Linked DNA regions of Mus musculus: region 2 is linked to region 1. A link is a contact called in public HiChIP or PLAC-seq data. All regions are on one chromosome and are shown on one strand. The core of a region is the stretch at or near the end of the contact, and the rest is flanking DNA. Distances in the headings are between cores, read along the strand shown.

Evidence for each region. HiChIP or PLAC-seq counts read pairs in DNA pulled down with a chosen protein or histone mark.
Region 2: a contact with region 1 is called in an H3K27ac HiChIP or PLAC-seq map of bone marrow-derived dendritic cells, with 4 times the contacts expected there. The contact joins the promoter of Dram1 here to the enhancer-like site in region 1. A contact is called at or near these places in 3 of 39 promoter capture datasets (3T3-L1-derived adipocytes, hematopoietic stem and progenitor cells and liver), 1 of 15 datasets of contacts at CTCF or cohesin (the NIH/3T3 cell line), 1 of 484 Hi-C or Micro-C datasets (bone marrow-derived macrophages), 4 of 115 datasets of contacts at active chromatin or transcription factors (the 230-238 cell line, bone marrow-derived dendritic cells, bone marrow-derived macrophages and 1 more) and 2 of 9 other capture datasets (adipose tissue and liver).

The regions. Positions count from the first base shown.
Region 1 is chr10:87,840,362-87,844,377 of GRCm38.p6, forward strand. All of the region lies in intron 1 of Igf1os (a long non-coding RNA gene), which reads right to left. Among named protein-coding and RNA genes, the nearest start is that of n-TKctt21, 12 kb to the left of the region's middle. Within about 2 kb of position 2,325, at least 20 of the 459 cell types and tissues checked have an H3K27ac peak or open chromatin away from gene starts, as enhancers often do. A contact at or near this core is called in adipose tissue, bone marrow-derived dendritic cells and bone marrow-derived macrophages, where this site is marked.
Region 2 is chr10:88,355,486-88,359,620 of GRCm38.p6, forward strand. Dram1 (DNA-damage regulated autophagy modulator 1) reads right to left here and starts at 1,590. Exons shown (of 7, transcript NM_027878.2): 1 at 1,307-1,590. The coding sequence starts at 1,437.

The DNA of each region.
Region 1 (4,016 bases), core at 1,075-3,574:
GCCACTCATTTACCATGGGTGTGCAACCCTGGGTCTACAGATTGTGAGAACAAATACACATTAATTTTGCATGGTATTACAACACATTATCATTCACAAAGTTCCTATTCAAGAACCATACACATACACACACACACACACACACACACACACACACACACACACACACACAGAGAGAGAGAGAGAGAGAGAGAGAGAGAGAGAGAGAGAGAGAGAGGGAGAGAGAGAGAGAGAGAGGTCCAAAGTGTTTTAAGTTATTTACAATGTTGTGTTGAGCTATATTCATAGCACTCCTGGATCATGTGTGGCCTGCAGGCTATAGAATGAACATCTTTGAGAGCATTAACAATATAACAAAGATTATAGCTGAAACTATAGCAGTCATCAAACTATCAAAATCAAGTCAATGTGCAATGATAATCTCTATATTTAATGCCATAGCTTCCAAATTATACTGGTACACATTAACAAAAGGTTAGTATGGTTATTCATCATTTGAATTGAATTGAATTTGATAGGTTTAAATTCTTTGAGACAAGTATCAAGGTTGAACATTTAAATTCAGTGTTCCTGGAAGGGTAGTAAAAAAGACAGTAGATTTGGTAGCAGATGGTATTCCCAAAGCTTTGCAATCATGTTTTAGCTGGATTATTTCTTGACACTTAAATAAATTGAAGATATTAAAAATCGGTTCATACAGGTCACCTTGACCTTGTCCCAACTTTAGCAAGTCATCAGAAACTTTATATTCAGATGGCCATTGCAATGGATTCCATTAAGGAACTTTGGGGGCTAGCAATTCGTATTAAATATGTACAAATATCCTCATAGTGGCAACTTCACTCTGCTAGCCTTATTTGTGTTACCCGTAGGAGATGGGTATTGATAATCCTACTTTGATAAGTAAGAAGATTTTAGAGTACAGGTAATATGTTCAAAGGCCCACAGCCAGTGACTGCTAGAATTTTTTTCTGGTCTCCTTACGTTCTTGTTTTTGTTAAGATGAGGTTGGGCTATGCATAACCATGCTGGCCTCAACTCCTGATCCTCCTGCATCTGCTTCGTGCGTGCTGGAATTACTGCCATGGACCACCACACCATCTTCAGGCTGTCTCCAAGAGAGACTGCAAAGCCAGAAAGGACAACTGACTAGCTCGAGGCCGGAGAACTACAAGCTGATGCCTCTAGTACTTATTTAGGAAACACTGTCTTTTGTCAACATAGTGCTTTACTTTCTGTACTTGAATTATCTTAAAGCCTGGCCTATTTCCTAAAAGCCTGTTTCAAAATTTCTCTTACTTTAGTGTGGCCAATTTTCTGGGTACAGAAATGTAAGAGAAACTTTCCCCAAACAAGTACCTATCCTGTTTCCCCATAAAAAGCAACATCAGCGAATGTATGTGGCATGGTAGTACCCACTTCTTCATTTTCTTGAGAAGTTTGGGGTCACTGCACCCAGTTATTATGTGCAGAACTCCTTATCAGATCCCACTCTCTCCACCTCCATGAGCTATGATATCAATAGAAAGTTGGACATTATACTGTTTCCAATGCAAGTCCCTTCCAGCTCTAACATTTCAACATCCTGAAGTGTTCTGACCTTTAAAATTAGGATGCAAAGGAACAGGTTTCCTCTGTGCATTCACACACACACACACACACACACACACACACACACACACACACACATACACACACACACACACACACACACACACACACACACACACACACACACACGTCTTAGTTCTCCTTCCCTACTCTCCCACACCTGCACCTTAAATCCTTCAGTATTCCTCTCTGCCACATGTCCATGTCACATGTCCATGTCACATGTCCATGTCATGTGTGTTCTATTACCCTCTCCACCACGCCTTCGTCACATGCCATGTCACTCTTATGGTCCCTTTCTAGTTTTAGGATCATGACCCACATTTGCTCCCATGTAACCACTCATACATGTGCACTAGAAGCAATAGTGACACATGACAGAGAACGTGTGGATATTTGCCTTTCTGAGTCTGGGTGAGTTGACTTAACATGTTCTTTAGCTTGATCCATTTTTTTTCCCTGCAAATTTCAGTTCCACATTTCTTATTGCTGAATAAAATTTCATGTGATATGTAGCACATTTTCATCATCCATTCATTGATTGATGTACAGCTAGGTTGGCTCCATCTCCTTGCTACTGTGAATGGGACAGCAATGTACATGAATATTTATGTATCTCCACACTAGGATACATACCGTTTTGGGTATATATCCAGTAATGGTATAGTCGGTCATATGGTAGCTCTATTTCTAGTTTTTTGAGCAACTTCCTCACTTCCTTCCTTAGTAGCTGCACCAGTTTAATTATTCACACTAACAATGACAAAGCACTTTCCTCTTCCCTATGGCTTGCCAGTATTTGCTTTTTCCCCTTAATCATAACCGTTCTAACTGGGGTGAGATGGGCTTCCAAAGCATTCTTGATCTCCTCAATTGTTCTTAAAGATGATAGATGACTTAAAAAATATATTCGCTTTAAAAATATTTATTGTCATTTGCGTTTCTTCTTTTGAGAAGGATTTAAAAATGCTCTGACTTTGACTTTGATCTTGAAATTAACTTTCCTGGCTGAAAATATGATCTTCTATTTCTCCTCCCTACCCATCCCAAGAACCACAATGGGTAGAAGCTGTTAAATGCTGGAGCTCTGTTTTGCTCGTCTCTTCCACGAGGTCAGATGCACAGGCTTGAGCGCAGGAAGGGAAGAGGGCTGTGGGTTTCTGGGTTGGCCGTCAGCGTTTCCAGCACTTGGTAGTAAACTGAAAAGATGGATGCTTTTGCTTTTGCCCTCGGGGTAAGAATTGGTTGAATTCCCCCAGAGCACTGGTTCTCAGCCTTCCTAATTCTGTGACCTTTTAATACAGTTTCTCATGTTATGGTGACCCCTGACCATAAAATTATCTTGTTGCTACCTCATAACTGCAATTTTGCTACTGTTATGAATCGTAATGCAAATATCTGCTATACAGGGTATCTGCTATGCGACCCCCATGAAAGCACACTTCAACCTTCAAGGGGGCCTCGACCCACGAGTGGAGAACTGCTGTTCTAGATGTCTGAGAGCGTCAGAAATCTCCTGGCTGGTTACCACCTGAATTTTATTTGCTACAATTTCTCATTTTCCAAAATAGGTATCCACCTGATTCTAACAAAATTTTGATGCAATTTCATAATTTAAATTAGCACTCACTACTAATGAGCTAAGATTATTATAGCTATGAAACCACCATACCGAACGAATGCACTAATGATGTATATTCAAAATTCTAGTAAAATCTTGAGTCAATAACTCGAAGAAATCAAAACTACATGTTTAACCAAACGATGTCTGTGTACTTGCTAGATGGCAACTGACTGTCCATCACAGTCAAGCACACACTTTTAAGTGGTACTTGGGGCGCTTCCTCTCAAAGCAAAATGCTTGATCAGATTGGGATCAGTCCTGTAGGAACACTTATAAATTAACATCTTATAGCTGTGGAAATTTAAAATATAGTAAAAATTTTAAAAGGTTAAAAAAAAGTTCAACAAAACAATGCTGTGGTTCATGGAAGAAGAGAAATGAGGTGACAGACAGACAGACAGACAGACAGACAGACAGACAGACAGACTTGAGCTGGGAGAAGTACCGTGGCATGTGTGTGAGGATGAGGATGAGAAGGCAGAGGGAGACTGGGGATTCATGTTGCTTAGTGAGCACTCACAGACACCACTTCTGCCTCTGTGATTTTAGGAGGTGTGTTATCGGTGGTTCAGTGCCCCCACTACCTAGGCACTGTGTAGCAGGACATGGTGGCCAAGAGCTGTATGTACCACTGAACACAAGCAGATGAAAGTGAAGGCACTTGGGACATTCTACACCTCCACACATGATACCTTGGCATTTTAGGAAACAGAAGAAGCTGCAGGTCTCTCTGACTCCTCTCCCCAACTTCTCCTCTGAATCAAGTCATGAGGCACTAACT
Region 2 (4,135 bases), core at 340-2,839, 510 kb after region 1:
ATAATCTTTAAAGTCTTCCTCAAAGGACACAGATACCCAGATACCCGTCATTTAACATGGAAATGTTAAAGAGGATCAAGCTGTTGTGAGGCTATGCCAGTACCTGGCAAATACAGAAGTGGATGCTCACAGTCACCTATTTGATGGAACACAGGGCCCCTAATGAAGGAGCTAGAGAAGAACCCAAGGAGCTGAATGGGTCTGCAACCCTATAGGTGGAACAACAATATGAACTAATCAGTACCTCCCCTACCAGAGCCGTGTCTCTAGTTGTATATGTAGCAGAGGATGACCTAGTCGGCCATCAATGGGAGGAGAGGGCCTTTCTTTTGAAGATCATATGCCCCAGTACAGGGGAATGCCAGGGCTAAGCAGCAGGAGTGGGTGGGTTGGGGAGCAGGGTGGGGGGAGGGTATAGGGGACTTTGGGGATAGGGTTTGAAATGTAAATGAAGAAAATATCTAATAAACAAAAAAGGAGGATCAAGCTGTTGTCCCAGCTGTGGATAAAGGACCCTCAGGAAAGACGGAGACTAAGTAGGAAACAAAGTAATAAATAAGGGCAAGAAACTTCACAGGTTTTGACAACTTGAGGACTCTGACTTTAGAGGCACCAGGTCCAGAGGAGTATGAGGCAGGTCCATCCTAAAGGTGCTGCTGTTGGCACAAGGGGTCCAGGGTTGCTTTTACGCCAATGACCTACTGGTGTATCTCCACCAGTTTAAACCTCCATTTTCTTTCATGGAAAAGAAATTTTAGCTGTTAGAAATGAGCCCCCTGTGGTGGTGAAGACTTTTAAATCCCAGCACTAGAGAAGCAGAAGAAGGTAGACTTGTGTATACCACCCTAGACTTCAGGCCAACCTGGGCTACATAGGGAGATCCAGTCTCAGAGACAGAGAGGGGGAGAGGGAGGGAGGGGAGGAGCCAGGAGTTGTTGGGAAGAGAAATAAGTGAGCGGTTTGCCACATGCCTGGATCTACTTACAATAAATGGTATCTTAGGAACTCTCCTTGTCTGAGTGTCACCAAAGAAGGCTCTCCCCAAGATTTTATCCCATACCCCAGGTCTAAAGGTGCCACCAGCTGTCTAGCTGTCTGCTTGATGCGCGGCTCTGAGCACTGTTTCTCATTAAAGGCAGAACCCACACGTGCTTCCTGACTCTCTAAACTTGCCCGGGGATCCCAGAGATTATCTTGTCACACCTTTCCACTACCTCAAGAATTTCCACTACCCATGCCTGGCTTGCACGCCTTCCCTCCCTCTCAGCTCACCTGGTCCCTCCCTCACGCTCCTCTTGCCCCTCACCTGATATAGGGGAGAAAGGGGTTGACGTGCCCAGAGAGCACCGCGACCACGTAGGAGATGATGAAGGCTGCGGACGACCAAGTCACCAGGAGGAAGGGGACGAAAGCCATTCCCCTGAGGAAGCACAGCATCGCGGTGAGAGGGCGCTGAGCTCGTCGGACCAAGAAGCTGGCTTGCTGCGGACTGCCTGGAGGCGGTGGCCAAGACACAGACAGCTAACGGCGCGGCGGGACAGAGACTCCGGGACGGCCGGGACAGGCCCAGCCCCGGAGGGAGGGAAGCGCTCAGAGACCCGAGGGCGGAGGGCGGACGGGCAGCCGGGTGGGTGGGGCGCGGGCGGTCCTGGCTTGTTGCGAAACCGGTGAAGTCACAAAGCGGCAGCCTGGTCCCGCGGAGCTAGAGCGCGCAGCCACCTCCCCGCCCACGCCACGCCACGCGGGACCGCTCGGCTTCCTTTCGCTTTTGCTTGATACAGCGACGGGTGGGTGCGGCGGGAGACGCGGGACCCCGCGAGGCTGGCCAGCTCTTGGGCAAGTCCCGCCAAACTGGCTGGATTCCCAGCTCCTCCTTCCCTTGGGGGTTTTTCCTCTGAGCCTCTCTCTCCAGCACCCACTGAGCTTCCTTCCAGAGCCTTGGCCACCAGTGATGCGCACCCCATCGGGTCCCGCTATGGGTTCTGGGGTTCAGGCAAAGGGGCTCAGTGGTGTTTGGGCCACTGGGCATGGACGTCACATACACCTTTGTGATAAGCAGCGGGAAAGCCAAATCGCATAGTAACCAGGCCTGATAGCACAAGTCTGTCATCCCTGCTGCCTGGCTACTAAGGAGGCTGAAGCAGGAGGATCACAAGTTCAAGGTCTGAATTCGCAGCTTAGTGAGCCGCCCTCTAAAGAGCTGGAAATTTAGCCCAATGGTAGAGCACTTGCCTAGAATGGACAAAGGATCTAATTCAGGCAAGTGACAGAAAGGGTTGGATCCAGCCCTGGCCCACCCACCAAAAGCTACTTGGAGTATATATCTGTTCCCACCAATTCTACTTGGAGTATTTATTTCCTAGCAGCAAGACAAGATGACTTGATCCATTTCAGATCCACCCAGCCAGACACCACCTAAACCAAACCAATTGGTGTTCCTGAAGCACTGGCCAGCTCTGCGGGTCTGAGCTATAGTTTGGGAATTCTGAGCCCACTTTTGGCCATAGATGACCTAATACAGGTTCATCTCAGCCACATAAATGTGCCTTGTGTGCCATACCATGCTAGGGAATAGCCTACAGGGATTGTGAGTTCCTGTCCTGACTTCCTTTGGTGATGAACAGCAATGTGGAAGTGTAAGCTGAGTAAACCCTTTCCTCCCCAACCTGCTTCTTGGTCATGATGTTTGTGCAGGAATACAAACCCTGACTAAGATACAAGGTAAAGCTGTATACCCAAAGACAAATGCAGACTACTTAAGGGATTTTTGTTAATTACAATGAATATGCTAATTTTGAGGAAAGCCAGCATAATGATGATTCATTTCAATTGCCAACTTAATGATATTAGGAGATACCTAGAATATTAATGTAACACACCATGGATGTGTCTCTGAAGGCATTTCCCAAAAAGGCTTAACTTCAAGCAAGCAGCACCATCCCATGGGCTCTGAGTGAATAAAAAGGAGAGGAAGAGAAAGCCAGGGGAACATTTTCTCCCTCCCTCGGTGCTTCAGATCAAGTTGGTCTACTGTGTGACTTGCCTGCCATGGTGGGCCGAATTCCTGTGAACTGTGAGCCAAAATAAGTCCTTCCACCTTTAAGCAGCCTTTTCTTAGGTAATTAGTCACAGCAAGGACAGTAATGACTGCAAGTGTGTATGGGGACTGACAACCAAAGGCTGCTGGTGCCAGAAAGCAAAGAGGCAATTAAATCCAAGGCAACACCAAAATCAATCTATTTAGACTTGCCAACAAAAGCATGTCTTGGGTTTCAGGAAATTAGATCATATCGGTCACAATGGAAGACGGAAGGGTTGAACTGCTATGCTATGCAAAAGCCTGCAGCCAACTTTAGGTACCTGGGCTTTCTCTTTCTCCCACTTCTCTATAGGTTTACATATTTATATTGTGTGTGCACACATGATAGCTTGTGCTCAGGCCATGGTATGTGCGTGAAGGTCAGGGCTACTTAGAAAAGCCGAGTCTCTCTTTCTACCATGTGGGTATGCGGATTCTGGGGAATCAAACGTAGAACATCAGGCTTAGCCACAGAGCTCTCTTGCTGGTCCCCAACCAGGACTTTCTCAAAATCTATTCACATGTCAAACATTAGCTAAGAGACGCAGGTTCAAAGGTCTTCATCGGCCTTTGTAGAGACTTAGTCCTTAAAGAATTTGGAATAAGCTTATTAGGTTTTTTTGTGGTTTTTGTTGTTGTTGTTGTTGTTTTGTTTTTGCAATTTTGACACAAGCTATGGTTATCTGAAAAGAGAGAACATCAACTGAGAAAATGCCTCCTGCAGACTAACTTGTAGGCTAGCCTGAGGGGCATTTTCTTGATAAATGGTTGATACAGGAAGGTCCAGTCCACAATGGATCATACCACTACTTACCAGGCAGTCCCAGGTCATATAAAAAGAAAACTGAGCGCATGGAGAGACAGCTAAGTAAGCAACGTTCCTCCATGGTCTGCTTCGGGTCCTGCCTTAAGTTCCTGTCATGACTTCCCTCTGTGATCAAGCTTTGCTTCCCTGTGGAGAAAGGTTTTGGTTGGTATTTTATCACAGCAAGAGAAACCAAACTAAATAGGATGCATGCCAGGACCACCTGGCAGGCAGGACAGCAGCTATGACCC